Regions from separate parts of the Rattus norvegicus genome. Here region 1 is linked to region 2. Evidence: chromatin contacts called from public HiChIP or PLAC-seq data. All regions are on one chromosome and are shown on one strand. The core of a region is the stretch at or near the end of the contact, and the rest is flanking DNA. Distances in the headings are between cores, read along the strand shown. Region 1 holds the start of Rpn1 (ribophorin I). Region 2 has its middle 13 kb from the start of H1f10.

The links. HiChIP or PLAC-seq counts read pairs in DNA pulled down with a chosen protein or histone mark.
Region 1: an H3K27ac HiChIP or PLAC-seq map of oligodendrocytes shows a contact between it and region 2, with 3 times the contacts expected there. The contact joins the promoter of Rpn1 here to the enhancer-like site in region 2. A contact is called at or near these places in 8 of 12 Hi-C or Micro-C datasets (the A7r5 cell line, the Rat2 cell line, Schwann cells and 4 more) and 1 of 1 datasets of contacts at active chromatin or transcription factors (oligodendrocytes).

The regions. Positions count from the first base shown.
Region 1 is chr4:122,097,733-122,103,170 of GRCr8, forward strand. It overlaps Rpn1 (ribophorin I), which reads left to right and starts at 3,244. Exons shown (of 10, transcript NM_013067.2): 1 at 3,244-3,545. The coding sequence starts at 3,288.
Region 2 is chr4:122,009,065-122,015,056 of GRCr8, forward strand. No RefSeq gene overlaps it. Among named protein-coding and RNA genes, the nearest start is that of H1f10, 13 kb to the left of the region's middle. Within about 2 kb of position 2,572, at least 64 of the 93 cell types and tissues checked have an H3K27ac peak or open chromatin away from gene starts, as enhancers often do. A contact at or near this core is called in Schwann cells and kidney, where this site is marked.

The sequences.
Region 1 (5,438 bases), core at 1,994-4,493, 89 kb after region 2:
AACAGACCAATCTGATGGGACAATTTCCCCAGGTAACTTTCGCTGTGTCAAACTGACAGAAACTAACCAGCACACAACCTCCATCTTGGCACCCGTGGTGGGCGGTGGAACTGTGAGAGGTGGGCATTCTTAAAACCATGGGGAAAACACCCTCAAAGGTGATACTGGAGCCCCAGTCCCTCCTCTTCTCTCTTCTCCCCTGGCTATAAAAAGTGATCAGGTTTGCTGTATCATAATGGATTGCCACAAAGTCAAAGCAAAAGGACTAACCAATCATGGACTGAAACCTGTGAGACCTGTAAGTCACGTGAACTTTTAAACTTATCATATAAGCTGTGCTGGCCTTGCTTATTTATCGACGCCAACGTTGGGATGTAGCTCATGCCTTGTTCGTATGAGACAGATGCTATCTCACTGTGCTGTCTTGGATGTTCTGTAGGCACACCTATTCGGGGTCTTCTGGTTATTTTTCCACTGCATAGTGGATTGTTTTCTTATTGTTGTATTTTTTGATTGTTTTGGGTGCAATTCTTCTGTTTGATGCGTTCCATTTTTTTTTTTAAAGATTTATTTACTATATATAAGTACATTGTCATTGTCTTTAGACACACCAGAAGAGGGCATCTGACCTCATTACAAAGGGTTGTGAGCCACCATGTGGTTGCTGGGAATTGAACTCAGGACCTCTGGAAGAGCAATCAGTGCTCTTAACTGCTGAGCCATCCCTCCAGCCCCGTGTTCCATTTTTTTTGACTTCCATTCTGCAAGTAGGCTAGACTGGAGAGCAAACAAATCTACCTGTGTCTGCCTCCCCACTGGTGGTATTGCAAGGGTATATCACTGTCCCTGGCTTTTTTTTTTTTTATGAGTTCTGGGGATCAAATTCAGGTTTTTATGCTTGAGTGGCAAGAATTTTACTGACTGAGCTATCTACCTAGTTACCCTCTTAACACTCTCAATAATGATTTTGTTATTTTCAAATATTTTTTAATTGTGTCTGGGTGTGTTGTCTGCATAAATGTCCGAGCAGCACATTCCAGAAATGTGAGTGGAGTCCAGAAGAGAACATTAGATCCTCTGGAACTGGACTTGGTGTTGTGAGAAGCCATGCAGGTTCTAGGAATTGAACCTTGGTCCTCTATAAGAGCATCCAGTGCTCTTAACTGCTAAGTCCTCTCTCCAACCACCTAACTTTATAATTTTTAAGTTTGGAAGAGTTGAGCAAATTCTGGTTTTGGATGTTATTTTAAATGGCTGCTGTATTGCCTCTGCTATCCTCAGCAGAGCTTTGCCCTGGTGAATGTGGTAATAGAGCAGCCATACTTCTTATTGTTGTTGTTGTTGTTGTTACATTGAAGCAAACATTCTATGCTGGTCCTGGATTTGCTGTATTCTTTCCTCCCAAGTACTGGAGGGTTACAGGCATGTACCACTACAACCAGGTATCATTAAAAGAAAAGATTTATGTTTAAATTTGTATTTATGTGTGCGTGGTGTGTATGTGTGTGTGTGTGTGTGTGTGTGTGTGTGTGTGTGAGAGAGAGAGAGAGAGAGAGAGAGAGAGAGAGAGAGAGAAACAGAGACACAGAGAGACAAAGACAGACAAAAATTGAGGCAGAGGAACAGTACATCTGTGTATCAATGCTTGTGGAGGTCAGAAGAGGGCATCAGATCCTGGTCCTTGAGTGACAGGCAGGTCCTTTGGCAGAGCAGCACATTCTCCTAACCACTGAGCCATCTCTCCATACATAATGTATGTACTAGTGTGCAAACAATAAGTAGTTTTGTTTTGTGGGTTATACGGTCTGTTTCACCACTACATTCTGTTCCTGCTATGGTGTGAATGCAATCATAAGCTACAGGCAAATGAATGTAGCTATGTTCCAATAAAACTTTATAGAGAGAGACAGATTGTTGGCCTGCAGGTGCTAATTTCCTGACTTCTTCTCTGTAGGGAGGAGCATGTCCTTCCCTCCGCTCTCTCATTAGCCAGTGTCAGTGTTTGAATATTTCCATCTCCTTCCAAAATTTTTTTTTCTTTTTTTTTTTTTCGGAGCTGGGGACCGAACCCAGGGCCTTGCGCTTGCTAGGCAAGCGCTCTACCACTGAGCTAAATCCCCAACCCCCAAAATTTACCTTTAAATTACATCCTTCAAGCAACAATATTGGGACATGTTCATTAGATCAGAATTGATAAGAGGCAACACGGAAATGAAAGAGGTGACAGATCTCTACCAAGGCCTTATTGCCCTTAGTCAGAGCGAATGAAGGAGCAGCAGTCTCCTTTTGTGAGTGGAGACTGTACACCACAATCGTGCAGGGGGCTTCGAGATTTTATAGGGTTGAAACGGGACTTTAGGGGAGCAAAGTTTTATCAGTAGATTTTTCTTTATCATTATTATCATCATTGTTGTTGTTGTTTTTAAATGGTTTCAAGGCCCAATAATGCCAGTAGATGTTCTCTTTGCTACATTATTTTTCTTATCAGGTGTTATCAGTATACCGACTAGAGTTTTTCCACTAGCTTGAAGTTCATTTGTTTTAGGTCATTAATTCTTCAGTGTGACTTTGGGAGAGACAGCACTAGAGGAATCCATCTGCAAGAAGCCTTTGTAAAAGGTCTTGCCGCAGAGAGACCCTTTCCTGCCTTTCTGTCATATGACGATATGCGATTCCTTCTTTAGACAATGCAATGCCAAAGTTCCATCTTGGTAGTAAAGAGCAGCCCTCACCTGACAGCTTAGTCCTGCCAGTAACTTCACCTTGGACTTCTACAATTGTGCTAAGTGCCAACAGATACTTGATGTTAATATCATCAGCCTTGGTTAGTTGCTTAAGGTTTCTGCCATCGCTCATATTAAAAATTGAACTAAATATTAGGGGAGAGACTTGAATCTTTGGAAATTTCCCGTTTTTCTTTAAACTTTTGCCCACTTAGTATTCATATCAATGTAGAGAAGGCAAACTTATTTCCTTAGACTAAGCTGTTTCTGAGCGGAGAGGCCATTTTTTTTTTTTTTTTTTTTTTGCATAAGCATGAAGGAAACAGGAGATAAGGAAGGACGACTACCACAGAAATCACTGGTGAGTCTAGCTAATAAGCGCTCAAAGACGTGTGCCTGCGCTTTAAGATTTTTCAATCAGGCGCCCCATGGGCGCCCGGTTGCCTTGGAGACGGGGTCCTTCCTGACCCGGCCCAGCCATCTTGTGGTGCTGTTGGCCAATCAACGGTTGCGCCGTGGCGGGGGGGGGGCGGGGCGCGTGTCGGTGGCGCTCAGCTCGCGGTCATGGAGGCGCCGATCGTCTTGCTGCTGCTGCTATGGCTCGGGGCCTTGGCCCCGACGCCCGGCAGCGCCTCTTCGGAGGCTCCGCCGCTGGTCAACGAGGACGTGAAGCGCACGGTGGACCTGAGCAGCCACCTAGCCAAGGTGACGGCTGAGGTGGTCCTGGCGCACCCGGGCGGCGGCTCTACAGCACGAGCCAGCTCTTTCGTTCTGGCCCTGGAGCCCGAACTGGAGTCGCGACTTGCACACCTAGGCGTGCAGGTGAGCGGAGGGAGGAGCCGGCGAACCTCACGCAGGATGCCTGAGGAGACCGGAGATCCCTGGGGAGGTCGGGACGGGGCGGGGAAGTTATGGCGTTAGGGATCCACTAGGCGTCTGGTTGTCTGAAAGGTAGGTGTGGAGGGGACAGCGGAGAGGTCCGCCGTTCCTCCTGTCCGCGTGTCCTATCGGACACGTCAGCAGAAGCTTCCGAGCGTCGGGCGCCGCCCACGTGGCAGCTCCGGAGCTCCAGGCGACCCCTTGGTCTCCTGAAGACCTTCTTCCACACCTCAGGAGGGTCTTGGCTATGGCGGTACTTCGGGTACCTAGCTTCTTTTCTGTCCCCTGGACATGATCGTCTGAGGACTATCAGAGAGTTAAGACAGATCAATTCTTGAATGCAGTTGACTGGAGTAGTCTGTTCTCTCTAGATAGCAACAGCGTTCAAGCTGGTTTCTGGTATCAAAGTTTGTCATTTCTCACACCCGGTTAATGTGACACTCCTCTGAAAGCTGCTGCTTAACGCTTTCTTAATGTTCAGACTTCTTGAGTTAGTTTGAAGAGTCAGCCCCCTATGCTGTGCATAGGGGTGCAGCCCAGGTCTCTTCCTTTCCACCGCCTCTCATCGGAACACCTCAGCATTTACCCTTGTGTGCATTTACACCTTTTAGGGAAAGAAATCGTTGGCTTTGGGAATAGAGGGAATATCCACACAGGTTACTTTTTATTACTGTTCTCATTAACTATATTCATTAAGTGATTACCCAATTTATTAGGAGACTGGTCATTACAGTATCACATTTCAAAGTACAGGTTCTTTTAACTGCGGAGCTATAAAGCTGGACTTCAAATAGTCACCGACCTGTCTCCTGTCCCCTTTACATTGAAACCTTGTTCATGCTGAAGCATGGCTTTCCTCAAATACTTCTGGAAAGACATTTAATTTGCAGTTCTACCCGTGAGTGTTTTGGATGTTCAGTTCTGTTTTGTGAAAACCAGTCATGACTTAATGAGGTCACAGTATAATCAGATCACAGCAGATGCTTGTCACCCTGCTGTCCTGGTGTAAAATACATACAGATTGGGTCTCTTCACATGGCTCAGAGCATCCAAGTTCAATTCCACAGCCATCTGTAACTCCCGTTTCAGGGTGCACAGACATGGAAACAAACACCCATGAGCATTAAAAAGAAAAGATTAGGAAAAGAGAAGGCTGTGGCAGGTATTTTAGGCCCATTCTCCACCCTTACAGCAACCTTTTGAGGTACAGGTATTCTTACATGGCTGAGGAAGTTTCTGGTTTTGGAGCTTATTAACCCCAAATGGAGGTCTGATTTGTTCCACACCCTTGTTCCTGCATTATTGCTGCCTTGCTTTCTGTCCTTGACATGAAATTAGGACTTGTGATTCAGCTTCATAGTCATGTTACCAACTTATTCACAGTTGTGTTAATTCTGGAGGAAGACCAGTTTATACTCCTTACCTAGGTGAGACGCAACTGAATGCTAAACTTAAGAAAGAGCACACATTGCCTTGGAAACTTGAGTGAGGTGGATGGATACAGGAACCTTTTATAGAACTAGTAGGGCAGTAGAATTTGTAGTTTGAACCATCTTTTTCTCTTTCACTGTTTCAAGACAGGGTACTGCTGTGCAGCCCTCAGACTGTTTTGGAACCTGGAATCCTCCTGTCTCAGCCTTCAGAATGCTGAAAGCTAAAAATGACCTTGAACTGCTGGTCATCTTGGTTCTCTGTTCTAACTGAACTGGAACTACAGTTGTGTACCACCATACCTAGCTTTCTCACCTTTTAAGTAATGAATATTTTTTATTAGTATAAATAAGATGCATTAACGAAGAGTTCTGAATGAGCAAGAGTATACTAGAATGCTGCCCT
Region 2 (5,992 bases), core at 1,322-3,821:
CTTTTACTGATCACAATATCAATCTCCTTGTCAGAGACTTGGTTTTGACAACACTGAGTGATAGAAATCTAGAAACGATAATCTACCTTAGGACTTACATATATTAAAGTTAATACCTCCCCACCCTCCCCACCCCAAAAAAACCCAGCCTATCATCTAACACCTGCTGGGCGTGCCCTTGGAAGAGGCCTTGTTCTTTACAAGGTCGGCAGGGCCCTTAACACACCCGTGCCTTGTCCCAGCCTCTATCTTACATGAAGAAGCTGAGGTGGGCCCCGGAGGCGTGTCCGGAATATAGTCCAAGCACACTTCCCAGCTCCTGCTCTCGTCCTTGTGACTGTCCAGCTAGCAGGGGTCACAGAGGCACCTGGCCAGTCACATCATTAGGGATGAGAAGCCACAAGGTTGGGCAGGGAATGCAGAATGAGTTCACTCAGCCTCCTGGGACTCTGCTCAAAGACAACCATCAGGTGTACCAAGAAGCTCTGCATATGTGTCACTGGCAGCAGCCCCAGAAATGGACTCCAGCCTCAGACGCCTCCCCGGGGAAGGGAGTAACTGCGATTTGTTGCTTAAGCAGCTTCCTGGCCCCCAACTTCTTTGTGCTGCCTGCACTGTGAACGTTAATAAGGCTGAAACCCCCATGCTCATTATTGACATAACAGAAGAAACAAATTAATTTTTCTGATAATTCTAGACTCTGGGTCTTCTCTCTCTAAGGTCAACTCCTATGTAGACATTGCCCCAATAAAACCCAGCAAGTATTTGAGACATTTCCCCCATGAGAAGCAAAAAGGCCGTTTCTGTCCTTTTCTCAGTGCGTGCTACAGAAGGAATAAGCGACATTTGGTGAGAAATGTTCATTTTTCAAAAGTTTGAATTCCTCTGTGTCCCCCCGCGCCCCCCCCGCTCCCCAAGAAGTTTTAGGCCCTGCCCTAGACAAAGAAATTTTCAGTTCTGTAACCTAGCTATACTTTTTACTCTACAACTGAATTTTATACTCTTTCCTCAAAGGAGGCTGAGAGGACTCAGCACTGGTCACTTGCCTAGTAGTCCTGAAGGCCTAAGTTCCATCCTGCCACCAAAAAGAGAAAAAGTTTACCATTCTTTATCAGCACCATAATTAGCAGACTTAGTTTTCAAATTAGATTTAAGTGAATTCTGTTTTAAAGTCAGGAAAAGAAAGGCCTTCATGAAGAGCAGCCACCAACTAACCACACTGGCCAGAACCATGTTGGCTGTGGAGCAACCTAGTCCCTTAGTCCAGCTGAGACCGACCAGACCAGGGCACGGCCCAGCCCAGCCAAGAGCCTGCAGGTTCCCTGTCTGTCTGTGCACGTGGCTGTGGTTTCAGAGTAGCGTTAGCTATTCATCTGGAAGCAGGGTCAAAGTTCTTCCCTGGGGGAAATCGCACAGAGAGTAGCGATTCCCCAGACTTTTAGGCAGTACAGGACATGCTTGTCACTGTTACACACACCCGTCAGTCCTGCTTCCTCACTCCTAGCCTTAAATAAAGAGGTGATTTTGGTTTTGTCGCTTTTTAATGTTCCTATCCCATAGCTAAGGTAGAAGGGCATCAGGGCACAGAAAGGCAGGGACTTCGGGTTCTGGGTGGTGGTTCCTTTCATTACTGGGGGGCCCAGGCAAGGATCGACACCATGGGCCAGGGCTTTGGACACTTGTAAGCCTGCCCGATAAAACTTCAAGAATTGGGACACATGCCTTTAGTCTCAGCATTGAGGAGGCAGAGGCAGGAGGATCTCTGAGTTAGAGAGATCCTGGTCTATATAGTGAGTTCCAGGATAGCCAGGACTATGCAGAGACCCTATTCCAAAAAAGCACCCCAAAAAGGAAGGATAATTAGATTCCTGGGAATCTAGGTCCACAGAAGCATTAATCTAAGGAGTTTCTGTCCTTGCCCATCCAGGTTGGTCTTCTATTACTAAATACCTGGGGTTTGTTATTTTATTTTGAAGCTTCCATTAATCCTGCCCCATCTGAATCCAGTGTCTCCAGTAGCCTGGGGCCATGTCAGGTCCAGCCTGGCTTGAACACCCTTTTCTACCTGGGGGCCCTTCTGTGATTTCGGCTTTACACTAATGTCCCCAAACACTTCGTGCCCAGTTCCCCTCCACAGAAAGACCCTCTCCAAACACCCCATCTGAAGCAGGGTTACCCAGTGCCATTCCTGTCTTTCCTCCTGGGCACTTCAAGTTCTGTGCTAGCTAGTCTCTTCTGGTCCTATCAGTCAGTCTTTGTAGCCAAGTCCCGTGTAACTGGCACTCATGCTCGCAAATGTTCATTTGCTTAAGTGATGGAGGAAGGGTCTCAGGCCTGGTGCTGGGTACAGGGTAGCCAGCCCGATCCAGAGTGCCTCAGGCGACCCACAAGGCTGTTGTCCAGCTACATTAACAGGAATGAAGAAAGACTTTGTTGCTGACGCGGTCTTGGGCCACGGAGGATGGTCCAGCTCCTAGGAAGATAGAGCTGCCTCCCTGGTTCTCAGGGCCCCGCTGGCCCTGCTACTGGAGGTGACAGCATCTTCTGATCCACTGCCTTTCAGCTCAGCAGTTGGCCGTTGGGTAAGCGTTGGGAGCGCCCATCCCCCGCCTCCCCATCCTATCTCCATGGAGATCCACACTTTCCCCGCCCACCAGTCACAGAGGCAGAGGCGGGGCAGGGAGGGGGCAGCGCCGCCTCTGCGCTGCAGTCACAATGCTTTCTCACAGACCCTTCTCCTGCGAAACAGCCAGTAGAACTAGGAAGGGCGTGGGGTCTTGATGTGTTTGGTGCCCAGGGCTGCCCCGCACTAGTGTTTGCTGCAGCCACACCCTTCTATAGATCTGGTGACGGGTTTCCCAGCAGAAGCCAGAGAGGGAGGGCCCAAGGGGTTTCCCCAAGGACCGTATTCCAGGTAATCTGAGGTCATTGCTTTCGCCCTTCCAACACATTAGGTTAAGGCGCCTCCACTTTATTACTTAGGAAGCTGAAAGAACATTCCACAGGACCTCATCCTCTATCCCAGACTAGGTCAGGGTGTGAAACACACACACACACACACACACACACACACACACAGAGAGAGAGAGAGAGAGAGAGACAGAGACAGAGACAGACAGAGACACAGAGACAGAGACACAGACACAGAGAGAGAGACTGAGAGAGACAGAGACAGAGAGAGAGACACAGAGAGAGACTGAGAGACCCCCCAGCATAAGATCCAAAGGGTCACGGCATCTTTGTGCTGAGGCTGACCAACCTTCGAGCAGACCTCTGGGGTGCCAGCCACCTGAGACCGCCTGGCAGGTCTGGCTGCTCCAGTGACCACAGGATGAAGGTCCTATTCCTGTGTTTTCCAGGCCTGAGCAGCAAGCACCTTATAGCTCATTATCTCAAACCCAGAGCCCTGGTCCCTGCAGTGTCAGGGACATATAAACAGCCACATTCAACACACTGATGACTTCTCTTTGTCCTTTTACTTATTTAATTTCCTTTTGTTCCGGGAAATAAAAAAACAAGACAACAAACCAAAAAAAAAAAAAAAAAAAAAAAAAGAACAGAACACAGAGCACTGGGCAAATCCCTCTCAGGGTTGCTCAGACTTGGACCAGGGAGAAAGTACAGGTGAACCAAGCACTTCATGGGGGTTAGAACCGGAGGGGCCGAGACCTGCTGTGTCAAGCCTGGTGTGGATCTCAGGACACATGGCACACTGAGTAGTCCTTTGTGTGTGGTTTTATCGTCTTTGGCTTTTGTTTCTTTTTGTGTGTGTGTATGCATGCGTGCATGCGTGTGTGTGTGTGTGTGTGTGTGTGTTTTGTGTGTTAAAAGTCATATCTTACTGGGAGAAGGGCAGGCCAGAAGAGGGCACTAGGTTGCCTGGAGCCGGAGTTCTAGGCTGTTGAAAGCAGCCAGTGCGATCACACTCTTCTTAAAAACACTGGTTTTCACCCAGCCTGATAGTATTTGGTTGTTGTCATCCCAGCACTTAGGACACTAGGGCCCTGTCTCCAAACAAACCCCTCAGAGTAAAGCAAACTGAAGACAGCTCTGTGGTTGCACAGATGGGACCACAGCTGTGACTCCAGCTATTCCCAGCTGAGGCATGGAGAGCTAAGGCAGGCTTCCTGCTCCCAGGTCAGAGGGCATCTAGCCAACAAGGGACAGGGGAGGGCCCAGGAGCCCTAAAAAATACTCAAGGTGGTGTCAATGTAACAAACGGCTTCCAGCCAACTCTGGCTGTTCAAAGGTGCTCCTTTTCTCAGAGTCTCTTCTGTCTCCCAGTTCAATTCTGTTTATGCCAGAATGAATTCAGCAATCGTCTAGACTGGCATCTTCACCCATTACATTTCTTGGGGGTTTACCAGGATTTGGGAAATTGTTACGCAGATTTAAAAGACTCAAAGGTGGCTGTGACCCATCCAGTACTCTGAGGGCCCCCTCTGAGCAAAGGGGACACACTGATTACAGCTCCCATGGTGAGAGCCCTGTAAGCCCTCACCTCCACTAGGAGGAGAGTAGGGCTCCGGCTCTGATGTATGCATGTGTATTCTGAACTTCTATGGCAGGAAGGAGATTGCTCCCTGAAGAACCAGCCATTTTTAAGAGACTGTGCAAACTGGACCTCAAGAAACAGACAGCAAGGAACAGATAGTTTTCCAAGGAAGAAGGTGGGAAGAAGTAGAGAAAGGTTCACAGGGAAGGGGAGGATCCATGCTCTGCCAGCTAGAGCTGCCTTACATCATCCTGGCTCCTGGGCCCTTCAGTTGAATAAGAGCTAAGTGGAGAAGCTAGGGGGAGTCTGGCTGTGGCTTCTTGTGCCTCCTCTGCAGGCAAAAGTTGGAATTGTCTTCTTCCGACCTGAGAAAGTGACGCCAACATTGCTCTGAGTTCAAGGTAGGAAGTCTGGGATTCCAAAGCTGCTGAGAGAAGCAGGACGGAAAGCTTCGTCTCCAAGTAAGGAATCATCACTGGATGCTGCCGATGCCGAAGGGCGTCATCTGCCTGCAACCTCCTAGATGCTTGGCGTGGTCTTGTAGCTCTCAAGGGGTAAGAATGTCCCATCTGTGAAGTCTGACGCGGGGGCTATGGTGGCAGGAACAGGGTCAGCCTTAGCTAGACTGCGCGTGTATAAAGTGCTCTCTCCACACACATCCCTTCCTCTAACCCAGGCCTCCCCAATGTCTGTAGTGTGTGGCCTTGCAGTAGACACCGTGTTGGCTGTCAGGCCCTGTGGGAGAAGGCTCGCTTAAACACACAAGAGGCCTGGTTCCTATCCTCAGCACTTGACCGAGTCAGTCAGTGAGGAAAAGAGAAAGGAACCTTCCATCATGGGTTTCCAGGTGCCAGTAGCTAGTGGCAACAAGGGATCAGCCTGTTGGGGTGGGAGTTTGGAGATAAGGGCTCCGCTGGCTCCTGACTCCTCTGTGTCCACACCTCCCAGCCTCTTCCCGCCTGCCTGCTTTTGCTCTCTCCCTTCGTGCTCTGGGGCCTGCCTGCTTTTGCTCTCTCCCTTTGTGCTCTGGGACCCACCCTTTCATTGCTACTTTCCAGTCACTGCGACACGAACAAGCTGAGGAAAAATGCTCTCTAGATGGCAGGTTATCTCCTCTCAGTGCTCATCATACCTGCTTACGAATTTGAGGAGAGAGTACATTTATTTACTCTAGAGTTTTTCTTGAATGTTAGGTCCTATAAGAAGGAATTCACTAAGCCCAAGGGGCATTTAAAAGGTCATATGCAGCAAATATTCTGGAAGCTAAGGAGGAGAGGATAGACACCATGATTTAAGGATTCTCTGCAGGAGACAAGGATCTGGACGATGTTCCAGTTTATCTTTTGCCTTATAGATGGGTAATCCTCTGGCCCACAGCCTGTGTGTCCCTGGTTCTCCTTACCCGCTGAGATCGCAAGATCCATGGGCCTAAGAAGGGAACACTGGTTAACAAGGTCTGCACAGCTCTGCGCAGACTCTGGTTTGAGAGGTCAGACT